Linked DNA regions of Mus musculus: all the other regions are linked to region 3. A link is a contact called in public promoter capture Hi-C data. All regions are on one chromosome and are shown on one strand. The core of a region is the stretch at or near the end of the contact, and the rest is flanking DNA. Distances in the headings are between cores, read along the strand shown.

The links. Promoter capture Hi-C pulls out the DNA fragments that hold promoters and counts their contacts.
Region 1: a contact with region 3 is called in a promoter capture Hi-C map of the C10 cell line, with 4 times the contacts expected there. The contact joins the enhancer-like site here to the promoter of Sh3bgrl2 in region 3. A contact is called at or near these places in 12 of 39 promoter capture datasets (the 3T3-L1 cell line, the C10 cell line, cranial neural crest and 7 more) and 1 of 115 datasets of contacts at active chromatin or transcription factors (bone marrow-derived macrophages).
Region 2: a promoter capture Hi-C map of cranial neural crest shows a contact between it and region 3. The contact joins the enhancer-like site here to the promoter of Sh3bgrl2 in region 3. A contact is called at or near these places in 10 of 39 promoter capture datasets (the 3T3-L1 cell line, the C10 cell line, the SN4741 cell line and 6 more) and 7 of 115 datasets of contacts at active chromatin or transcription factors (bone marrow-derived macrophages, cardiomyocytes, embryonic basal ganglia and 3 more).
Region 4: a promoter capture Hi-C map of liver shows a contact between it and region 3, with 2.6 times the contacts expected there. The contact joins the enhancer-like site here to the promoter of Sh3bgrl2 in region 3. A contact is called at or near these places in 5 of 39 promoter capture datasets (the 3T3-L1 cell line, cranial neural crest, liver and 1 more) and 1 of 484 Hi-C or Micro-C datasets (liver).

What each region holds. Positions count from the first base shown.
Region 1 is chr9:82,920,712-82,923,856 of GRCm38.p6, forward strand. All of the region lies in intron 15 of Phip (pleckstrin homology domain interacting protein), which reads right to left. Among named protein-coding and RNA genes, the nearest start is that of Gm39382, 44 kb to the right of the region's middle. Within about 2 kb of position 1,885, at least 1 of the 459 cell types and tissues checked has an H3K27ac peak or open chromatin away from gene starts, as enhancers often do.
Region 2 is chr9:82,955,311-82,958,481 of GRCm38.p6, forward strand. The region is part of intron 6 of Phip (pleckstrin homology domain interacting protein); the gene reads right to left. Among named protein-coding and RNA genes, the nearest start is that of Gm39382, 9.1 kb to the right of the region's middle. Within about 2 kb of position 1,796, at least 2 of the 459 cell types and tissues checked have an H3K27ac peak or open chromatin away from gene starts, as enhancers often do.
Region 3 is chr9:83,546,707-83,549,834 of GRCm38.p6, forward strand. Sh3bgrl2 (SH3 domain binding glutamic acid-rich protein like 2) reads left to right here and starts at 1,632. Exons shown (of 4, transcript NM_172507.5): 1 at 1,632-1,797. The coding sequence starts at 1,753.
Region 4 is chr9:82,864,627-82,868,028 of GRCm38.p6, forward strand. Phip (pleckstrin homology domain interacting protein) reads right to left here. Exons shown (of 40, transcript NM_001081216.1): 40 at 1,533-3,402. It overlaps Gm38553 (a long non-coding RNA gene), which reads left to right. Exons shown (of 3, transcript XR_870948.2): 3 at 1-694. Among named protein-coding and RNA genes, the nearest start is that of Gm38553, 13 kb to the left of the region's middle. Within about 2 kb of position 1,670, at least 6 of the 459 cell types and tissues checked have an H3K27ac peak or open chromatin away from gene starts, as enhancers often do. A contact at or near this core is called in liver, where this site is marked.

The sequences.
Region 1 (3,145 bases), core at 635-3,134, 630 kb before region 3:
CTGATTAACTCTATTTAGCTTTTCACATAGAATTTCAATATAATTTTTAAAAATAAGAAAAAAACCTGGATCATCCAGCCTGAACTGACTGACAACTGTGTATTCAGACATAGTAACTTTGTTCTAATTTGTCATGCTTCTATTTGATATCAATATTTGTGACTTCAAGCATGTTTTAGTTCTCCAAGCTAACTGCTAAGTTGCTAAAGACAACCATGTCTTTCTCATTTTTGGATGATGATGTTTTATAATCAAAAAATAAACAACCAAGTTTTGGTAATTATATTGCCTTCAATTTCATTGTTATATCCTATACATAAATTATATACTTTTACTTATAAATTATCAAATTTCAAATGCCTGGAAGTAATGGTTAGCTGATTGTCAAAAATAAAAATACTGTATAGGTTGCTCAACAGTAACCAGTATTTATGCCAACAAATGAAAGAGATGAAAGAAAATCTAAAGAACTTGGGAAACTTGAAAATAACAATAGTTACACACACTAAGAAAAGTAAAGAGAACTCTTTGTTCAGAGACACTGAAACAAAGACTATAAGCATTCAGGATATTTTAAGCAGAGAGATTATAGATATGAGATACTATCTTATTAGACATTAAGAAGAAATACAGAATGAAGGATGTTGTGAGCAAACTTGAAATCCCAATTCCCAAGTGGTAAACTATAGCTATTTTCAGTCTTTCTCTTTCCTAAATACATACAATTACCTAAAACAAGGTCACACTGAGAACATGCTAATATCAGAAGTATGCATTGACAAAAATTCTGAGTGGTTTATTGGTAGCCTCTACTCATTTGAAATGTTGCAAGGAGAAATACATTGTTCTGGATTAGTGGACACTGGAACATTTTTAAAAGCCTCTTAAGTAAAGAAATGTTAAGAGAACAATTATAAAAAAATAAAGAAAACATTTATTAAATAAAAGCTCTTATTTAGAATTTACCCATGAAACAACAAAAGCAATGCAGATTACCAAACTCAGTAAAAAACAAAAAACATTTGCTAATGAGACATATTGTATTTTTTTCCAATTAAAAGCAATACCAGGTAAGAAGCAACAAACTACAGCTTTGAGTATCCTGACAAAAAATAAAAAAATATGAAGTAAAGAACAGTGAGAACTACAAAGGTATGAACAGCAAAAGAGATAAGGCAAAAGCAGCAAAGATACAAGAAAATCTAACACAGGGCCTGCAGGCACCACTGTGAACACTGTTAGTTTAGTACTTACTATATGCACTACAGATATATATATATATATATATATATATATATATATATATATGTGTGTGTGTGTGTGTGTGTGTGTAATATATACGTGTGTGTGCGTGTGTATATATATATGTGGGTGTGTATGTATGTATGTATGTATATGTATATACACACACATATCCTATATTTTTAATATATACTAGTACTAAGAAACATGGAAGTAAAGAAATTTTAATCTTGAAAATTAAAATCCATTTATAAATTTGTTAATTCTAATTATATATAATCTATGGTAATTTAATGGTGGAAAAGGGGGACCACACATTTAAATGAACACCTAAAACTTTAAGAGAACTTCAAACCTACTTTATTTTCTCTAGGACTGGGAATGACGTAATGTCATAAATTTTAGTACGCATAGCATATAGCACATATTTTATATTTCTATAAACAATCTAAATGCTTTCAGCAATTAACTGGCATTTATATACTGTAGTTTCATAAAATATTCACTAAAATAAAGCTACAATGATGCTTTCTTCATGCCAATGTCAAAGAAAATCAGTAAGCTTGCTAAACTATACACACTGTGTGCTTCATAAACTAGCCAAATACACAGCACTTTTGCTGATCACGAGGTTATACAAGGACTATTTAACTTGAAACCTTAAGTACTCACATGGTTTTAAAACGTACTAGACAAGAATAAAGTACAAGGCCTAGAAAGTCAGTATTCTTTAAAAGAACAATGTCTTCCTGCCTGTGTTAATAATTCTCTACAGTACTCTCTCTAGCTTCATTCTTCCCTAGAAGAGGAGGAGACAGAGGAATGGGAGAGCAGCGAGGGGAGGAGAGGAGTCGAGGTCCCCAATGCAATCAGACAACAGTGAAGGAGCCAAGACCAGCATGTTAGCCCTTTCCAGGCATATCATTTACTATAATCTTGTACATCTCATAATTAACAGAAACACACTCAGACTCCTAAATGCTCTTATCATTCAAGTCCTCTGCAAAGAGGAGCGGCAATAAAAACAAGACAAGTTACCCCATTATTTTTTTATGAAATACTATTAGCAAGCTGAGAATTCAGTTAAAAAATTTAAATGGAATCAATTAGAAATTATTATTTAAGCATAAAAGAAACTGAATTCTCAATAGCAAACCTTTTGTTTTGTTTACAAACTTAGTCAGAAAACAAAGCAAAAGAACTTTTTAAAAAATGTCTTAGTTTTAATACAGAAAAGAACACTTACAGGAATGCTATTGGTATTATTAAAATACTGTCTCTAAATATACCCATTTAAATTCTATTATATGACTATCTCAAATACATGCATTTAAAACGTCAACTTTTCCCAGGGAAAAAAAAAAAACTTTAATAATACAGGATTTTAATTACTTAAGATTTTAAGAACAGAATTCTAATTCTCCTAATTGGTAAGGTAGAGAAAATGCTGAGTAATCCATCATAAAATTGAATTATAAGTTAATTCTACTACCCTTTAAAAGATAGTTTTAAAACTGTAAGTTTAGGAATGAATCTGATTATTCAGAAGCCAAAGACTACTGGACTGGGGCGGGGTGGGGGTGCTGTAGTGACAGGACTGAGCCCAGTACCTCGTGAGTGAGTATTAGGTAAGCATTCACTTCAACACCTGACGATATAGCCTCAGCCCTAAACATATATTTTTAAGTTCTTGTATATTTTAAGAATTCGTTCAATTAAAGACATACTCTCTTTCCTATTTTCTGGCTGTCAGCCCAATGGTGAATTTACTTACTCATTTTATAAGCTTCAATTTTTAAATTTCCTAAAGTAATACTTATTATATAAGCATTCACAGAGTCTAAGGATAAGAGGATTATTCATCATTCTTAAATTCTACAAAGGATGACTAGACATGCCAAAT
Region 2 (3,171 bases), core at 546-3,045, 590 kb before region 3:
TGAGTTAAGTGTCAGAGATAGTTCTATTAAGAAAGATTTAAAAGGAAACAACTAAATCACTATACACATACAAATTATTCTGAGGTTACTGTTAAGAAAGACATTAAGGCCAGACAGCATGTGGAAAACATTAACATGATTTGGTTCGTATCTACAGCACCACCTAGAGTAGAACAAGACAAATCACATAATGAACAGCAGCTCCAACAGTATTAGAAGGACAATCCCAAAATCATTTAATAATCATGAAGAGAGGTAATGGGGAACAGAGATGGAAATACTCCTGACTTTCCTCCTTACTTTACGTATGTGAGTAAAAGGACTAGGATACTCAAGAGCGACCAGGAACTCCTCACATGTGCAGATTTGTTGTTTAGTTGTTCTACTTAAAACCAACAGATTTAGTAAATACTGTAAAAGATTAATATTAACTAAAAAAGAGAAGCAAAGCAGCTGAAATTTCAGACAGGAAGTAATGATAATCCCAAGAATTACACAAAAAGCTTCATAAGTCAAGGACATATCAAAGAATAAAAGGAAATTAAAGATAGTGACTATCATTAAAAGGGTATTTATTTCCCCTTTTCTTTCCTGGGAATCAATCTGCTGCTTCAACTAAAATACTAGTGTAACAATACCTTTAATTTTTAAGTACTGGTAAAAAGCTTAGTTATTTTAATTAAAATTCTTTAAATGTTATAACTTTTTGTTGGTGCTAACAGATCACACCTAGGTCCTCACATGTCTACCTTTACAACTTTAGGTAACTTTTTTCTATGTCAAACATGTCAGTCACTTAACTTTAAGCCAACTAATATTTATAGAGCATTATGATACAAGTGTAGTCAACTGGATGTTAACAGATTAAAAAAAGAAGACACGGTATTTATCCTCATGGAGACTGAGTCTAGCAAGGAAGACAGGAAATAAAAACTTACTTACAACAATGGTAAATATTATCAAATAAAGAAAATTTTGGAACATATAGCAAAGGTTCCAAACATATGGGGCAGTAGTTTAAGTAATTTTTCTAGAAATCAAAAAACTAAAAAATAACCAAAACAAAAAACAAAAAAAACAAAAAAAAGTTGTCAGGAGGGGAATATAATCCCAGGTTGAGAGAACAGCATGTGCAATGTCCTGGGGCCATAAAAGAGCATTAAAAATGTAGAACCAGGAGATGGGTCAGAGGGTATGGGATTTGCCATGAAGCCAAATACTCTAAGATCAATCCCCAGGACCCACAACGTGGAGAACACCAACTTCTACAACTTGTCCTCGAACCTCCATACAAATAAGTAGCATGCATACACATGCAAAGTACAAAGTAAACACAATAGAAAACCTAACAAGTCAGTCTGAAACACAGTGAGAGCCTATCTCAATAAAAATGAAAGAGAAAAAAAAAAAGAAAAAACTCCAAACACGCAAAATATAAAACAACAATTGTCAGGAAAGAAAAATTATGATGTGACAGATACATTTTAATTGAATTCCAGTGAAACCATGGTTTGAGGTCTTTACAGAGAAAGGGATGAAATAATGTTAAGATTTGCTTTAAGAAAATTTACTGTAGCTTTCTTGCATGGCTGCAATGGTAATGAAACTGGCAATGATCTAACTAAAAGCAAAGCTACTTTAGAGAAATAAATCCCACTACTCCAACACTAAACTTGAGGTTAGGAAGTTAGGAACTATGGCTTAGCTGGTGGAATTCGTGTGCTTTCTGCACAGCACTGAGTTGGAGCCGGAGCACAAGATAAACCAGGTGTACACGCCTACAATCTCAGCTCCCAAGAGGTAGAGGGAAGAGTCACAGCTCAAAGTCAGCCTTGGCTACAAGTGGAATGTACAGGTTGTTCCTGTAAGTTTCTTTCAGAAAACTGAGTATCTGATTTCAAATTCAAGTCCTTAACTTGAAAGAATACACTCCCCATTATTTCCACAGTTTCTATACTAAGACAAAGTAATCCAAAGATTACTATACTCAAATAATAGGCACCGCGTGTACATGAATGCGTAAGTAATTGAACAGAGGCGAGAGGGTGATGTGTAATAGTGACATGAATTGAATGCAGAAGCTGCAAATCATCACCAGAGAACGCACTGACTCTGTTACCACTCACCTACAATTTGGTTTCTCCGTGGATAGAAGAGGCCTCTTACAGAGCCGCTATGGAATGCAAAGGACACCACTTGTTCTACAAACTCAAAGCTAGTTTATACTACACTTATTTATATTGGCTGTCCCTAAGCAATCAAAACATTGTATGTTATAAAAGTTATTTTGTGGGAGATTATTTTATTTCACTGAGTGACATGTGAGGAGCTGAACAAATTACTACTATCTCATAAAATATACTCAGCCTGACTATGAACTTCCTCATTTCCAAAAAAATTCCCAGGAAATGTTCAAATATTAAATTCAACGGATCCTTAAAGAAATTCAAAAAGTCTAAGATCTTATGAAAAGATGACAAAAAGGATTTTTCTAACTTATAAAGATGAAAACCCACCATGAACCTCACTAATCACTGTGGGAAAGCAGCCGTGAGAACTGAGGGGAGCCTGAGTGCATCGTAACGAGTACTAAATCACTTGCCAGATGGGGATGGGAGAATCTGTCATCATATCTATAACTTATAAGTAAAGATGATCAATTATTTACTTAAAAAATGAAAACTCTAAAAGCACTGGATTCCCTATGAAAATGGGTATTTAAAAAAAAAAAAATGTACCCCTTTGTCTTGTCACCTGGAACCTGAAATGGAAATCTAAACAATGGAACTTTTCTATAACGCAAACACATCTTGCGAGTCTGACAGCTAACTTCCTGCTTTATAAGGAAAAGAAAAGAAATAACCATGAAGGGTCAATGTCCCTTTGCACTTACAGAAGATAGAAAAGTGAAAATTTTTTAACATTAACATTGTGCCAAATGAAAGTATATTTAAAGAAAAATAAATTTAGAAACAACAGGCAATACAAAAAGAAAATAGTTGAGTGTGAAATGACTAAACACAAGCTGTAAACCATTATGTGAAAACTATAACAAGAGAAAAACACAAGGAAGTGAACTGTGGAAGGAAAGCAGCTAACAAGAAAGCAGGCCGGCATGACCATGCTTCCATGAGGAGAACTAAGCACGGAATGCAGAGGGACAGAGTGTGA
Region 3 (3,128 bases), core at 382-2,881:
ATATTTATACAGGAAATAATGTATCTACTTCTGTGAAAATTATTTCACATTTTATATGCCTTCATTTCCATGTTTGTGATAGCAAAAGCTAAAGAACAATTGCAGAGTGTTATAGCTACAGCAGAACTTATATTTAAGTTTTTAACATTAAAAAGAAATAAAGACCCACCAGGATTATATATTCTTACTCTACTAAGTTTAAAGAGGCCTATGACAAAAGTGGATTAAGATAAGCAATGAAGGGGCCACTGAGATGGCTCAGTGGGTAAAGACACTTGCTGCTAATCCTGACCCACACGGTAGAAGGAGAAAGTTGTCCCATGACCTCCACAAGTATGCTGTGCTAAATGGATCTACACAAACAAAAATATACATACATACATACATGCATACATACAAATAAAACTATTTAAGACATAAGCCACAGGAAAGGTTGGCAACTTGAAATATTAGTAAGTCTAAAAACCAAAGTCCTTCAAGCAACCATTTGTGCCAGAAACTTGCAAACGTGGGAGACTTCATCACACAATTTTCTTCTCTCTAGAATTAATTAGCAGCATTCCCTGAACGCTGCTAAAGTCCCTTGGTGAAATGAAGAAAGTAAATACAGTAGTGTGAGGGAAACTGGTTCACTTCCACAAAACTAGGAGTGGCTTGAGCCTTAGCCAAGCCAATACAACCTGCTAAAGCACTACTCGGAACCTATTAGCCACTTCATGAAAGCTTTCTCTTTAATGGTATCCTCCTGGGATACCGCGTTGGAATGCACAGCGATTTCGAAAAAGACACAGATTTGGCTCAACTGTAAATATCAGTAGGTGCACAGAGGCAAAGGCATTGTGCGGGGTAGGGGGTGGGGAGGGAGGGTTCTGATTCCCAATGTTGATAGGGGGATTTTCATTTCTATCAGTACTTATTCTTTTCTACTACAATTACAGTTTTGCAAAGAAAAATAAAATATCGGTCTTGTTCTCATTTGGCTTTCCAGTTTTCAGTGTCTTTAGAATAAAGTGAAAGCCTGTTTCATTTACCAAAGAGATTCCCTTTGCAAACTAGGCGTGGTGATGTATGCTTGTAATACCTGCTAGGGAGGGTGAAGTTGAGTTCCAGGCCAGCCTGGGCTACATAATAAAACCGCCTCCAGGAAAAATAACAACACTCCTCTTCAACAGTTTTTCAGGGTTGCAGGAGAAACAAAACACCAAAAGCTCAACCCACTGCCATGCCTGTCCAAGCCCGTGAACTGCCAAGGTCTCTGGGGCGAGCCTTTGCGTGTCTCTAAAACAGTGGGTCGCCTCAGCTCCATGGCTGTTTCTGATAGAGGATGCTCCACCCGTCTCCACCGCAAACAAAACCCAAGCTTGGACTATCCTCCACCCAACCCTTTGTCTTGTTTGCTGTGTTCTTGTAAACTGGCTTCCCGCCAATTAGCTTGTCCCGCTTCCGGGTCCTTCCTAAACCACCTGCGTGTACGATTAATTCCCGTGAAGCAGGCGCCGGACAGAAGGAGCGCAGTGCCTGGTCACTCTGGGCGCCAAGGAAACTACAACTCCCGTCAGCCCCCGCGGCCGCCTGGCCCCACCCGCCTCTCGCTCAGCCCGCGGCGGAGGCGCTGGGCTTTCATCCGCGGAGCGGCGGGAGCCAGACGCGTCGCTGCGGTCTTCTCCGACGGTCGCACGGGAGTCGGCAGCTACCTCAGTCGCGTTAAACTTCTGTGACCGAGTCAGCGGCGATCCCTGACGCAGCGAGAGGATGGTGGTCCGCGTCTTCGTCGCCTCATGCTCAGGCTTCGTGGCGGTGAGCCGAGCGGGCGGGATCGCGGGAGACGCGCAGCGCGTGCGCCCGTAGGAGACGCGCGGGCAGGTGACCGCCGGGCTCGGACCCGGTGGACACGCAGGGGTCACACACCCCGCACTGGCAACTGGCGAGGGGACCCAAGGGAGCCAGTCCCCTGCCGCAGCTGTCGGCTCCAGGGGCCCTTTGCTGAGTTTAGAGGTTCCGGACTTGGGACACCCCGTCGGCTTATGTTTCCTATGGCAGTTTAGACTACTTTGATTTGCTGACCTGGCGTCTGGAGGAAACCCATTTTAAAAAATTGCTCTACATCCTCTCGTCCCCAGCAAGTCCTTTTTAGTTTTACACCTGAGCAAACCACACTTGTCCTGTTAGGTCGCAGTTAATTTATTTTCTTTGTTGTTTTTTAGCCTAGGGTGTTACAAATACTTTTACATATGGTCCTTCCCTTGTTCCTCCAGTGCTGTGGTAAATTTCATTTTAAGAATAAATTGTGTTTTCTATTTTTAGCTACTCTGTTTGTCGAGTGTTGACTTCTTTTAGGAATATTGTTCTTTAGAAGAAGTTAAATAACTAGAAATAGTGCACATGTATACTAAGACACATGTAATGCGCCTGTAGTGTGTCAGTTATGTTTCATGTGATTGCTAAGACTTGATTTCCTTAGCCAAGAGTTAAACTACATCTCCAAAAATCTACTTTGTCAGTTACTTAATCAGATATAGAAAAAAGTACAAGAATGATTGGTTTAAAGTTTAGGCTGGCTGGTTGCCTGCTCAGTAGGCAGACTGTCTTAGAATTTAAGTGGGTGGGGTAGAAGGCGGAATAAAATACTACTTGGAAAATCCCCGTAAACTACTGAAGCTCTTAACCCAATCTTTTTTGATACAAGGACACAATAGCTGGGAAAATGCTGGCCTACCTGTATGTGCAGGCATGTCCTGGTTCTCAAAAATCCTCCCTTTTTGTTATTGCTTAGTCATAGGTGCCTTTAAAAGATTTTTCCCTGTTAAAGCTGAGCCTCATGAAATGTACTATCTCCTAGATAGATTTATTGAAATGAATTCCTTACTATAGAGCTTTTGGTCTTTACCATGAACTTACCAGCTTCGGTAATTATTTCAAAAGGAGCTTACTGATTTCAGAAGCAGCAAGCTCCAATGTTGATCTTCAGTTGTGTTGGGAAAGTCACAGGTAAATTACCTGTCTTCTCCATCATGTATCCAGACTTGCATCCTGTAACCAATTTTATCAGTTCCATAAACACACATGTATTTAGTGCCTGCCTACTGTGTGACTTGAGTCTGGGCTTTAATGTTTTGTGCACGGACCTA
Region 4 (3,402 bases), core at 420-2,919, 680 kb before region 3:
ATGGCAGAGAGCTAGGGACGGTAGATGGATGGATGAAAATACTCTCTGACACTCTGGGAATTCAGCAGGCTCTTTCAGGTGATTAATTTTGCTTTCTATCAAAGCTAGACCCCAAATTAAAAAAAAAAAATTAGAATTTGAAGATGTTTGACATTAAAACTATCTTTGAGAAATCAGCTTGGAAAATGATGTTTATTCTTTTTTAATCAACAGCAAACAACTGTTATTGTAATATATTGTTCCAGCACATCAAAGCTCCCAGGGGGGTCCAGCAAATGTCACCTCCTGCAGTGTGGCTAAAAGACAGCTTGCTTAGTGCTGAACATCAAACGGTAAATTTAAGAGGCAAATACAAAGGTTAAGAATTCGACAAGACTGAGATAAGCTGTTTGGATAGATTAGACTTTGAAGATTGAATTCACTGACAGTAAAGATCAAACATGCAACAACAGCCTTGCTACGTTACTCAGTCCTTACCGATCTGCAAAGCCAAACTCCCATTTTTCCAATTTGAAGACCAGACTTCCATTTCATCATGCTTAGCATGTCTAACTGGCCTGAAAGATAATAATGAATTGGATTCTCCCTACAACTCTCCTCCCCATAGTAACCAACTTACGGTAACTGTGTTAGGTTCAGAACTGCAAGGTCCTGTAATTAAGCTTGGTCAGGAGCTTTGAGCTCTGGCTTTTAATCTCACTTTTTTTTTTTTTTTTTTTTGGTTTTTTTTTTTTTTTTGGTTTTTCAAGACAGTGTTTCTCTGTATAGCCCTGGCTGTCCTGGAACTCACGTTGTAGACCAGGCTGGCCTCGAACTCAGAAATTCGCCTGCCTCTGCCTCCCAAGTGCTGGGATTAAAGGCGTGTGCCACCATGCCCGGCTAATCCCACTATTTTTAAATACTGGGGAGGCTTAGCTAAAACATTAGTTGGAACAAGAAAAATCAGTTCAAAGTAATAGTTTGGAACTGATTTTTCTTAGCTGATTTTGTTTTAAATATTAGATATATTTTAGAAAATATACCTGAAAAACATTTCTTGTTTCAACTCAGAAGTTTACCACAAAATAATTTAAATGCAATTTCTTATGGAGAATAAATAGAAACGTGAATTATCATCCTGTTTAAACTTAACTTTAAAGTCTTACATATAATTCTAATATTCTTCATCCTAAAATTGTAGATTCTTAAGAGTTCATAAATATAAATGCCAACCTAAACAGGTCTGTAGGAAAATAATGAAAAAGTTGTTTTCTTTGTTGTTGTTGCTTTAATTGCTGCTGTTGAGACAGTCACATAAAATCAAGACTGTCATTGAACCCTTGATCATTTGGGATTGAAACATGCACCACCATGCCAAGCTATAAAACAGCATTCTTGCAGATCTGTATGAAAGCCTTAACAAAGCTTTAGCTTTAAGTAAATAGTTATGTACAATGTTTTTTGACATGTGGCCCTCATAAAACTATCATAAACTTATCAGCAGTGCAGTAACTTATATATAAACCAATAACTCTGTTCTAAGTAGACACACAGAAAGGCAAAGGCATCTTTATTTTTTAACCTTCAGTCACTCTGGAATTACATTAGGTGATTGAAATCTTTGATAATGATTTTAACATTTCACAAATAGACAGAAAAGTGGAACCTCTAACAAACCAGAATTTACATAATGGCTTCTATTTCACAATTGCTTTGGTAAGCTGCCTACTGAGTACGTACCAAGTGCTTTATGCTGTCCAAAACTAATCAAAATAAACAGAAAAGCAAAGAAATCATGAGGCTCTACAAAATGGCTTAGAAAAACAAGTTTTCTATTTATTTAAAAATAAGTTTATAGTTACTACATTGCAGGGACAGGAATTCTTACACATACATTCTAGTTTGTATAAAAGGATTCCAAGAATTATGCATCAAAACTAACATAGAAAGTGTCCACGGAACAGTAAAGAAGGTCCGATCAGTATGTACAAAAGAAAGAGCCTGCTACCGTGGAGCAAGGCTGCCACTTATGACACGGTGCTCCAGGTCTAGAAGAAATAAAACAACATCCGTAAAGCTAAATAATTTTAAAAACTCTGTCACTTATTACATACAACAGATCTGCTTGTGTTTAACATTGCTTTCTGTACAAAATAAACATAATTTTAATTTGAAATGTGTCAGTTACAACATTAACCCTTTAGGTCAGTTGCTTTTTAAAATTGAGCTATATTTAGACCTCTAAATATCCCATGGTGGGATTAAGTAGTTTTCTTAATAACTTTTTAAGACCTGTCTCTTCTTGCTGTTTCAATATGGTCTAAAAATGTAACATTGTATCTTACTTTTAAATTTATTGTTGTGATAAACCAACACACACATCCTTGAAAGTAATCAGCATGTGTATCTGCATGTAAGTGCATGTACTATAATACAATCCTGAACCTATCTTCTTAGTTCTTTAAATGTAGAAACTCATCCATATACTACTATGTATTTGGTTTGTGCCATATAAGGTTAATTTCCTGATTTTTTTTATCTGCATTAAAAAAGTATTTCAAAACAGAGCTATTGAAACTAAAAAATATATTTATAGCTCAGATAATCTACTCACTGTACTTGTGTGGGTTGATCTCCAGAGCGCTCAAAGTGGTACTTACAGTCTTCTGACTCAATTAGACCTCCTCCTGGAGTACTGTACATAGTTGAGAATGTCTTTTCATTTGGATCATTTTGATAATTATAATTAAAAACAAAATAGTTTCTTAGTAGATGCATTAATTTTAGTTGAAGTCATCTAAAAATCATTTTTTTGGATGGAAACAAAAGGTGTACTTTTCCCAATTTTTAACCTAAGACAACTTACTGCCTAATTAAGCTACTACTGTTAGCAGTATCTTCTGGATAATATGGGGCTAATGCATTCTAAATAAAAGCAATCTCCACCCTATTCACTTTTAAAATACTGTACACCTCCTGCATATAGGATGAACATTGGTAATAGCCCTTTAGTAACTCAAGTATCTTGGTCCTTTCAACCTACTCAAAAATAAACTTCACGCAAACAAAATATTAAAATCAGTTTGTTTTCTTAGATAGAAAGCTTGAAACCACATACTTTTAACTTACATTGGAGAGAAGCTTATAGATAGCTATGATGATACAAAATGGAATGTCAAAATAAAACACTGTCAACTGAAACTAACTGTGTGAACGCTGCTAACATCATGCAGGGCTGAACTTTATCTCAATAACCCTTGAAGGTTCCAGTTAGTCTACTACACTACAGCCAAGAGGCAGTTCTGTTAATGATTATGTATGAGAATGTTTGCTGTTCACTGTCCTACGTAAGTCATTTTCAAGTGAAACTGCTTCCAGTCAATCAATCATGTATCTCCGATGTGGCCTAACTATCTGACAAAT